Linked DNA regions of Anas platyrhynchos: region 2 is linked to region 1. The links are chromatin contacts, called in public Hi-C maps. All regions are on one chromosome and are shown on one strand. Each heading gives the region's core, a stretch centred on a gene start, on an enhancer-like site or on the middle of the called end of the contact. The rest is flanking DNA. Distances are from core to core; before and after follow the strand shown.

Region 1 (5,336 bases), core at 2,470-4,969:
CCTTTCTATTGCAACAAAATGCCAAGGCTGATCTGTATGAGCTCATTTGGGTCTTTATGTTTCTGAGTCATTTGAAGAGTAACAAGAAATGGGGCTCTTTAATAATAAAGAACATATTTATATTTAAATCTGAAATACCTTACATGTGCCCAAAGTGTCCAAATCTTAGCGTGCTTCGTGCCATCTGAATTCTTGGTTGCTCATCAGAGAAATGCTTGAAGTTTTTTGTTTTTCTTTTTTGTTCTGTGTAATTGGTAGGGAATCTGGGGGTAATAGACTGGATTTAACTTTTCTGAGGTGTTCGCTTCTCTGTAAAGTTCATGCTAACCTGTTAAACAGTGAGAAATCTCTTTGATTGACAGTATGATTTTGCTCTATCAGATTATCAAAAGTGTACAGCAGAGCACCTGATTCTGTGGCCTTCAGAGGTGGGAATCAGCATCAGTGCCATCAACAGAAGGGCTTAATTTTTCTTTCTAGATTATTGTCTTGCATGGACAAAATAATGAGCGTTTTGTTTATTATGTAGGATAAAATACCAGGCCCTGAGTTCGCAAGGAGTTTTATGGAAACCTGCAAGCTCGGTTTGGGAGTTCTGGAGAAAATTGAGCAAGATGAACTCTTTAAGAGTTTAGTCACATCTTAAGGAGTAGCATATTAAACCTGAAGTGATTAATGATCCTATTAAATCTCATTATGTCGTTTTATGCTGTATCAGAGGAAGCAATTAAACAAAAAGGTAGTTGCCCCGGGTTAACTTGTGAAAATGGTAAGTATTTAATAGCTGGATTAGAGCAAATGATATCGCTGGAATTGATGCGAGATACAGCAAAGCAGCAGGTAGCGTGCTCGTTATTTACATAATGCAGAACTGCACAAAGCTGATTAACGTGATGGATGCATGATTACATAATCTGATATTTACAAGTATGTTAATTGGGACATGGAGATACCTAGGGATCTTTCTGTCTGCATCTAGCTGCCCTTCTGTCTCTAAGGCTAATGGCACAATATGTTTTTACACTCATCTGAGGTATTCAAAGTCCTCTGATTTTTAAAAATCTATAGGGATTGATTCATACAGCAAAAGAAATCAGGTATCAGATTTTGTCATTGATTTCTATATGGAAACTGCCTGCCATTGCTGAAGTAGCATGTTTAAAGATGCATTTTGCATGTGGCACCTGTGGATGTGGCTGTTAAATACACAGCTAATGCTGGTGCCCAAGGCATTGAGGAGGAGGCCTGTTTAAGAACACTCTTTTCCAACTCTTTTGAGTGCTGGAGAGAGAAGATGTTCTTTTCTGGGGTTGTTTATGCTGTAAACTTCCTGCTTTCTACATTTTTTTGTGTGTTTAAGAGCTAGTTAAAGAGAGTTGTTTCTCGTACTGGGTTACAGTCCCTGTTAACAACTGCATGTCAAATTTGAAGACAAAACTGAGTGTGGCTGGCTAGTTAAAGCAAAGACCCAGATAAGGCTGTAATGATTGAACGTGAGACCTGGGCACCACTGCAGATACACAAAGCAGAAGCAAAATCTCTCGATCCATTGTGTTACCTTACAGCAGCAAGGCAGAATTAGTGTGGTGTCATCAACAGACTTCAGACAGAAACAAGAAAACTCTGGGGGTACTGAGGGATCTCAGTGAGTGTGATGAAGGAGTTATGGGGGAGTGACATTTATGTGCAATTATTTAAAGCATGCAGGTGGCAGAGGTGAGTGAGTAGTTGAGGGGTTTCCTGTAAGCAGACATAATGGGATAAAATTGAGGTATAGCAAAATGACTCTTCCTGTCAGGAAGAAAGGCTAAAGCTACCTTCCTTGCAAGAGAACATTACTTGGTTATAGCTGCTCAGAAGCACGACTGGATGATAAATTAATGATGTTAAAATATATACCTATTTCTTAAGGTAAGATCCTTGATAAAGGCCTGAAGGGGATGACTTACAGTTTCGGACATGATCTTGATTTCAGACAACACAATGTAGACTACACCACTGCACTGAGAGCTCATGAAATTGGAAATAAATGCCAAATCTGTGAAACTCATCATTTGTCTTCCTGCTGGCGAAAACAGTTGTTGTTCCTTGAGTGTAATGTAATAGAAACATTGTGAAGGAAGGACAGGTGTCTAAGTAATCTGCAGTGAAACGCGGTGCTCAGCTGAAGCTACGGCTCTGGATCTCTGCTCATGCTTTGGGCACGAGGTGGTGGGGACGATGGTTTGGATGCTTGCTGTAGGTGGGCGCTTTCCCACGCCAGAGAGGAGCAGCACCTTCCTCCACGGTTCTCTGCGAGATGTAGATGTGTTGGACTTATTGGAAGGTGGAATGTAAGAATTCAAGTGAGATTTGTTTATTCTTTGCCTGGGATGAAAGCAAAGAGAATTACGGGCATATATCAGAAGAAACCTCGTGTGTGTATCCGTAGGAGGCTTTATTAAATCTTTGGCAGTTTTACACCAACTTGTTTGTCATCTCCTTGACATCCGTTGAAGCCTACCTCCTAGCTGAAATATTTCCCTCCATCATCTTCAGCGGGTAAAAATATTTCTATGAGCGTATAAAAAATCTTGGCTGAATTTCTCTCTGTGGCACCCTGGATTATTTTTAGACCGAAGTTCTCTGCTTTGTTTTTCTAGGATCCCCACGCTGAGGAGTTTGAAGACAAAGAATGGACGTTTGTCATAGAGAACGTAAGCTGGAATGTTACGTGTTTTTTTTATACCTGTGAGACGATGATTAATAATGGAAAGGTGTCCAAATGCTGGAAGGGGCTTGAGTAAAATTTGGGCTGCTGAGACACGGTAAAAGCTTGTTCCACAGTAATGAAGGCTTATTAAAATACTCATTCTTATGTCCCGGTTAAGTACAGGTGAGTGGGTAGGGTAATGCACTGCTTAAATTCTCTCCCTGTAAGCATCAGTCGTCTTGGCGTTATTTTGCTGTGAGCAGTGGAGCAAACAAGCTAGAGCTGGGTTATGACTCATGGGTTTATGGGTTATGACACATTATTTTTCTATGAGCTGGGGAGCGAGCAAGTCTGAGCTGGGCTGTGACATCTGCACATCTCACTCTGCAGCGCACCAAGTGGCAGGGCTTAATGCTACGTGGAGCTCCTTTTTTCCTTTCTGTCCTCCGTGCTGGGCTGCAGCTTCCACTCTGGGGCTGCCCAGGCTGAAAACTGGGGAAACTGCTTTAGCTGGAGTTCCCTCTTCTCTTTTTGAAAGATATTTTAAAGGACTGTGTGACATTAAGACAGCGTGTTTATCTCTCATGAACGTAGTTTCATTTTGGTCTGTTTCTCAGTAACTCAGTTTAGTTTTTATTTATGTAGCTTTAAAAAAACCCTGGTGTACTGAGTTGCAGTAATGTCACAGCACTGAGGTATGCAAAAGCAATGGAGTTTGCCAGTTAAAGTTATTTTGCCTAAAAAAACCAGCTGCTTTTTCTTCCTTTTGATATCAGAAGTGATTTGGGCCTTGAAAGCTAAAGTTTATTCTGATTGCCAGCGACCGATCATTTAAAAGGGCTGACAGCCAAGTGTAATTTATACTTTGCTTTTAAATGTCATGTTTCTATTTTCGTTTATGGGACTTAGGAACACAAAACACAGTTTAGTTACTGCTTCCTGGAGTTTCCTTTTCTATCTCACTTAGTTTATTTTAATCAGGGAAGTCTCCATCACCAATTGTCACTGTACAAGCTGCTCTGGATAAAACAATGTCAGTATATGTCTCAGTCAACCCCTCTGGGTATAGCTGGATTTCCTGTGACGTTGCAGAGTATTTTTTATTTTTTTTTCAGAAGTTTATAATGCACATGTAGACTTCAGGTTCCTTAAAAGCACATGGCTTTTTCACATGTTGTTGGATGATGTCTGGGGGTGGCAGCGAGACATCTGATGCGTGTCGTTCTCACTTTGTGCCTCAAATCTTCACTGAGCTGCAGTAACGCTCACACGGTGGGAGGTTTTTTTAAGGGTTTCTGTGCCCCAAAACACCCAGCCTCTGACAAAGCAGATGGAAATGGCTCCAGCAGGTATCAGTTACGAAACAATCTTTTGTTATGTGCAGGCTTATTCTTTACAACCGCAGTTATGCCATTAGTTCATCCCGTGAGAACTGCCAAATATTTGCTGCTGGATGCTTATTGTTGGATTAGAGCAGTTAATCTAAACAGCACTCAGAAATACTAAACTTATTAAATAGCTTTACTGCTGAAATTGAGACCTTAAGCAACAATAAAACTGGTTGCTTTTGGTCCCCCTGCCCCACCTACAGAAAGCTGTAGATACTGCCAACAAAATCTGCTCTCCAAATATACTTGGAATGCTGACGAAACTTTTTTCCAAGAGTAACAGCTCCGCTTAGTGGTGGATGGAAATATATTCATCTGTTTCAGCAAGTGACATCTGATTCAATGGCTGGCTGACGTTTCAGAGCACAAAACACCTGCTGGTTCAACATTTGGGAACTGAGGGACTGGAGGTTAATCTCCCCACTCCCTAAACTGCTGATTTACTAATTTCAGGCTCAATGTAACGTTTTTTCTGGTTTTAAAGGAAAATATTTGTCACTGAATTGGAAAAGGACGGGTTACCTTTGGGCAGGGTATGTTTACAGCCCTTTGGGAGCCTTTCCTTTTGTCCAAACATGTTCTCTGCCCCCAGAGTCTGCAGGGCTTCCCTTCCTTTTTAGTTAGCACCACTGAGAATGCAGGATGCTGAAGCCTAAACACTGAGGGATGTTCTTCCGTTGTGAAGCAATTTGAACTCTGCTAAAATATTTATTTTGAGGTTTTTATTGTTGTTATTAAAAGTTAGTGTCCAAAATCGTTTTGTATTGCTTCTTCAGCATGCCTGAGCAAGGGTCAGCTAACAGATACACGGCTGAAGTTTGAGGTCTCCGTTTGCAGACACGGTCAAATTCAGATCAGGATCAGTCTGGACTTTTAGGTGAAGTTTTAGCCGAAGTGAGATGTGGTGGTTTGTGCAAGAAAATCGTGCTGTAAATGAAAATGAAGCAGGGTACTTGTGGTTTTTCATTTTTGTTGTTTTAGTCTTGCAAATACATTTATGTTCTGATATTTTTTAAAACTTTTTAACACATTGGTTGCTCTGTATTTGCGTTTTAGTAAGTGAACCTTTGTCATCTACTGCACGTCTAATCCATAAATACTTTGTTCATAGCATGGTTTGTTAATATCTAAACGTCAATATTCTTCTTCCCTAGGTCTCTTCTATATTTTTCTCTCCTTAACAGCTGCATTCTTTGTATATTCACTGTGAACTTTCTTGTCTTAGATTGCATCTTTGTTTAGCCAAACTCTATTTG
Region 2 (5,795 bases), core at 174-2,673, 250 kb before region 1:
CAGGCCATTGAAGGGCTATTACTTCCCCCTGCCCCTTCTCCTCTGCTCATATTTACTTTATTTTTAAATAGGAGCAAATATTCTCACCAGAGGAGTGTTTTGAGTCCAGGAATGGTTAGCTGTGCATTGAAGAGTCTGTAGCCAAATTAGGCACGGAGATACATTCCTCTTACTACAGTACTAATTTCTAGTGATTGGAACAAACGGCATCTCCTGTGTTTCCAGCTCCACTAGAGAAAGTGAGCGTGTTAACAGATCTCCAAATCAACAGAAAAACTGAAAGAAAATAATAGATGCACATCCTGGTGATTTTTCCTGTGCCTCCAGCTTCAAGAGGTATACAGCAATCCCACTCAGATCCAGGCACCTGGTCTGTGTTCTTTGCCAGTTCCGTGCTTTCAGAAAGATACAGAATAAAGAATGGAGCAGAACAGACTGTATCGATCATAATTTATATTTTAGAGCAACACATGATATTTCTTGTATGTCATAAAAGTACAACAATGAAGGGCTTAAATATTTGAAATCAGGTGGTATATGATGCCACTGTATTAACAGAAGAACAGTTGCTGTAGGCATCTCCTTTGAGAGCATGTAGGCTCTTTTGTGACTGTATATGCCTGTACATACAAAGCATTTTAATATTTTTTATATTAGAACTTGTATAGAGTGGTGCACAGCGAAAACACTTGATTTTTATTAGTACCTCTTTCTGAACTGTCCCCACGTTTTGTGGTTTACCTTGTGTCTTACAACAAAGGGATACAAAGCACATCCTATGGAAGTTTCCTTAAAATACTTGAATATTTAGTAAAAAATGAAGTTTTTTAATTCAAGTACATTTCAAAACGCAGGGGTTTACTGCACTGCAGTGGGTCATTCCTCTGTGGTTGTGGCTTCTGGGGGATGGCTTTTTTTTTTTTTAATTCATGGATAACTTTGAAACATTGCATTGTCAGGGCGTGGAAAAATAGTGGTGATAATAGCGAATGTTGTAATTACATCAGTGAATGTGTAATAGCGAAGGGATGACAGTGAAGGATCCATGCTGGTGTGCGTCACTGCTTGTGTTGGTAAGTCAAATGTATGATTGCCTGGCAGCGTGTGCCTCAACATTTGTGTTAAATAAAGTTCTTCTAGAGCTGCTGCGTTTCGAGGTACGGATTTGGTTGGTGCTTGCTGTTTCCTATGGGATGGCTGGAGCACCCCATCCCTCACCCAGCCGTGAAGAGGAACAGCACCCACCACTTTCTCCTCCACCGCGTGAGTGCTACCTCGGGCACGGCTCCGTGCCGGCTCCAACCACGACACCCTGACGAAAACACGAGCTCCTCCTCACCCACAGAGCTCCCTTTCATCCTGCCAGGAAGGCGAGAGCCGCCTCTTCCCACCCCGAGCCCCGGCCGCCAGGCGCCAGCCGAGAGCCGGCAGCGGGGCGGGCCGAGGCGCTGGGGCCGCCCCTCCAACATGGCCGAGCAGCCGCAGTCACACCAGTCCCACCAGTCCCAGGCACTGGGAGCGGGCTCGGAGGGCTGTAAAGCTCTGGCTGCCCTGCTCAGCGGCATCGCGCAGGCCGCCTACCACGGCAACGCGGCGCTGACGGCCGAGCTGCTCCGCGGGCAGCTCTACCCCGAGGCGGCCCCCGAGGAGTTCGCGGCCCTGCGAGCCAAGATGGGCGGCCTCCTGCAGGTACCCCCGGGGGCTGGGGTCCGGGGGGGTCCCCACGGCTCGGCACGGGGCTGGTCGGGGGGTTCCCGTGAGGAGGAGCGGGAGATTGGGTTTGGTTTTGGGTGTGTAACGCCCGCATCCCACTAGGTAGCAGCCAACTTCTTATGTTGTGGGTCTTTTCTTTCTAAGACCTTCCTTGGCATCTTAAATAAAGCTCCGGCATCTGCTTTGTCCTCTACCAGTGCATACTGTTACCTTATGCTCCTTCTTTTACTAAAGATCATTCATCTCTCCTTAACAACCCTATATGTTAACTTACAGCTCTCTAAGAAATACTTGGAATTACCTTGGATCATTTTGTATGGCAGGAAGATGTCCAAAAAAAAATAGAAGATACTGGCTTTATTTGTCTCTATATTTTTATTTCTCTCTATATTTTTATTTCTCACAAGGTCAAAAGCATGTATTCTACTCAAAAGATAAATGATTGTAAAACATCTTTCTGTTGTTTCTCCATCACTAACTCTGTATCAGGGGGTGGTATCTTAGCACTAACAGGCGTGTTAGCACAGCAGGTGCTGCCCTAATTCCTGACCACAGGGCAGCAGTCATCATCTCCAGCTTAATCTTTCATAATTACACCATGCTCACAGCACCGTTAGCAGCAGCATCCCCTTGTTTGTCCGTAAGGTAAGGAGCCGTGTACGTGAAACGTACCGCTTTGATTTGTCATTTCTTTATTGTTGTTCACACCTGAAGACATCTGCCTTGGTAGCCACAGCAGTCAGATCTGCCCGGTATCTTGCAAGATGCACTATGCTAATTAGCAGTGTGTTGTTGCCAAAATCCACCCCAAACCATTCTTTGATTCAAAAGGTGGGTGTTCTTGCCCCCTTTTTGCACATATCTATTGCCGCTTCCTTCTGACAACTGCAGTGCTTTCTAGACCACTCTGTAACCTGACAGTTTCCTGATGGGTTGTTGAATAACTCAAGAGGAGGAAGAGAAACAGAAAGACTGTAGCTCCTGAGTGTAAATTGTCTCATGAAAAGATCGGTTGAGTGTCAGAGTGAATGAAGGAGGCAGCTTGGACTGCATAGCCAGGAGTAGCGAGTGAAGGGGAGTAGGGCGTGAGGTGATTTCTTTCATCAGTTCACTGAAGAAAAACAAAATCAATGTCAGTTTGTACAGTGGGCAGCAAACCAGAGTTCCTCAGACCCACTGTCTGTGCTCTGTTCCCTCTTAGGGGGTGATGGTGACTGGCATTACTAATGCCTCATGAGTGTCATGTCCTGATGCCTTGGCTCAAAGCCAGGATGTTTCGAGTCCTACTCGGCAGCCACAGGACCAGTGGGAGACAAAACAAAAAGCCACGGACTGAACTTTCTGCTCTACCATATTCTTTAAAAAAAATAGATACTTTGTGCGTGTTTTTTTTTTTTTTTTTTTTTTTTTTTTTTTTTTTTTACTGTGTAATTTGGCTAATATTTCAACCTTCTGCTCTAGATTCTCTAGATTAGAATTTCTGGTTCACTCTTATGGTTTATTTTTGAAATTGGTTTCCTCTAAGTCTGCGTAAGCCAGATTTTACTGCGTTATTCTCTGTCCTCTGTTCTGGTGGCTATTTTCAGATGTGACTCTTCTTATTTTTGACCCACCTGTTTTTCATAGATCGTTTGGTGTTTTCTTGAGGTGCTTTTGACTACCTGTGACAGACAACCAGCAAATACAAGTAGTATTTTTTCTACTCATTTCAATGCAGTTCTATAATGTAGTAACTTCAGATAAATGCTAGCGCTATAGGAACATTCTCCAAACTCTATGCATGCACTGTTTTTACAGAAACATGTAGCTCCTTAGCCATGACTGAAGTGTGACAGCTGCTCAGCCAAAATGATGTATTTGAGGCCAGAAGAAAAACCAGTGCCACATCCAGAGGAAATAGCTAAAGAATTTTAGCAAACATAGTTGGTAGGTTTGGAATTCGATGAGGATACTAGCACTTATTTTCTGCTTTTACGTAGAGTCCGTAGTTTCTTTAATGATCAATTCAGCTGATACCCAGAAAATGCTGAAATGAATATTGCCACCTGAATCTGAAACTCTGATTCTTGCAGGACTTAAGACTTTCTGGTTGTGTCTGTGGGTGTTCTTATTTTCCCTTTCAAAGCCAGGTCTTATTCAAGCACGGTAGAGTTGTTCTTTACATAATGTTAATCCAGGCCCTAGAAAACATGATTAAAATTGTGAGATGTTTATTCATTGTTGTAACACCAGCATACAGGTCAGAAGCATGGCAATTTGCTGGGGGAAGGATTTCATGTTCCCCAGGTGCTGCTTTAAGAACCAGAACTGGTAACACCTGTGGTCTTTGAGGTCACACCTTCCAATTCAAGGTAGCATCTTGTTGTTACCAGGTGTGTGTCTGCTGGCCTTTATGCCCAGAACTCTGCTCATCTCCTTACGGGTGAAATTCCTGGGAAACAGTCAAATTTTGTACAGATTGGTGCACTTCAAAGTTGAAGTTTTAAGCTAAGCAATCAGCAATGCTTTGTTCAGGCACAACTTCAGGATGAGTATGCATGGATTTTGGTGTCGTTATATCTAGTGGGGCACTTAAAGGAAGTAACACCAAAGTCCTGTGGATACTTCAGGATGCTGAGCCACAGAGATCCTGAAAAAATCCCTTGGCTTTTAGGTTGTTTAGAGGGCCGTATCTCTCATGCTTCTGTCAGTGTGGGGAGGTAGAAGTTATGCTTTGGAAGTACCAAGGCTTAAGCTTTTGTCTGCCCGTTGTCCTAGGTATTATTGGTGATGCTTCCTTTTCAGCTCTCAGAGCTAGCTTACAAATCTCTGCCTGTGGCGTAGACTGTCTCATCTGAAGCCATCACACAGAATAAATACAGCGTGAGACGTTTCCTGTTGTTTGAACAACGTGGCAGGGGGAGACTTGAGGGTCAAGTTGCCTTGGCAATACAAGTTGCTGAACTAAATCTTCACCAGCCGAGAACCACAAAACCCGTACTTGCATTCTTCAGGGAATTGCCTGGAATACTTTTAGTGTCTCTATGAATTTAAGTGTGTGTGTCGTGTCAGCTTCTCAAATTGTGTAGACTTGAGAAGTGTTCCTAGATGTGTAACATCTTACTCTTTGGACACACGTCTTGAATGCTAGAGTCTCCCCAGTACCTGGAGGAGCAAGCTCTGCCTGAAGATGTGTTGTCCCTTCCTTGTCAATGGCTGAGTAAATCTATTTCAATCCTTGTATCTAACTTATTGTGAAAAACGTGCGTGATTAAAGTATTAACATCAATACTTGTGTTTTTTCCTTTTTTTTTTTTAATATATATCTTTTCTTTCTTTGGATAAGGCAGGGGGGAACAAACAGCAGAACAGGAGCAGAGAGAACTTGCTCGTGCAGCCAATTCCCATGTGTAGCAGTGATCTGCACCTGAAATTTAGAACAAGACGTAACTTTTTGTGTCTCCATTGATAATAACACCTAATCACACCAAATACATTGTGCTGGGCAGTAGCCGTGCTGTTTGTTTTCAGATATCTTGTTTAAGAGCCCAGGTTCTTATGTGGTCAATATGGGAAAGATAAGATGCTTTATTGTCTTCTGTTGTCTCTGTAGGGATTGTAAGCACCTAATCTGGATGGGATAAACAGTACCTCATTCCCCTTGCTTGTTTTTTTCCTGACGTATACTCATGCTGTCAGTTCATTGTTAGAAGCAGAGAGATTCATTGGCCTTGTGACTATTTAACTGCTGTAGTACTTTGTGTCCTCTAAGTAGTAATCATAAATCAGTACTCTGAATCAGTCCATGCATAAATCAGCCACTTATTTATATAAGCTCTAACAGAAATAAAGTGAAGGACTTCACTGTGCCCTCCTGCGTTCCGTGTATACAAAGCACGGTAACTTCTCAAGCACCTGAAAAGCAGGGCACCTGTGAAATGTGTGCAAATGAATAGAGTCCACAAAAGTGTATCCCATGTACTGCAGCAATAGGACTTATTTTTTCCTGGTCTTTGTGTAGTCTTGTGTTTTATTTTATTATACTTTGCTTTATTTTATTTATAAAATTTGTCTTGACAGTCCACTTCTTCTGGCTGTTTCAT

Evidence for each region. A called contact is a pair of places that touch in the nucleus more often than the background predicts.
Region 2: a Hi-C map of subcutaneous adipose tissue shows a contact between it and region 1, with 3 times the contacts expected there. The contact joins the promoter of COMMD1 here to the enhancer-like site in region 1. A contact is called at or near these places in 2 of 8 Hi-C or Micro-C datasets (skeletal muscle and subcutaneous adipose tissue).

What each region holds. Positions count from the first base shown.
Region 1 is chr3:13,825,479-13,830,814 of IASCAAS_PekinDuck_T2T, reverse strand. EHBP1 (EH domain binding protein 1) reads left to right here. Exons shown (of 25, transcript XM_038176016.2): 5 at 2,643-2,696. Among named protein-coding and RNA genes, the nearest start is that of EHBP1, 47 kb to the left of the region's middle. Within about 2 kb of position 3,719, at least 3 of the 8 cell types and tissues checked have an H3K27ac peak or open chromatin away from gene starts, as enhancers often do. A contact at or near this core is called in subcutaneous adipose tissue, where this site is marked.
Region 2 is chr3:14,071,509-14,077,303 of IASCAAS_PekinDuck_T2T, reverse strand. It overlaps COMMD1 (copper metabolism domain containing 1), which reads left to right and starts at 1,423. Exons shown (of 3, transcript XM_005019110.5): 1 at 1,423-1,689. The coding sequence starts at 1,468.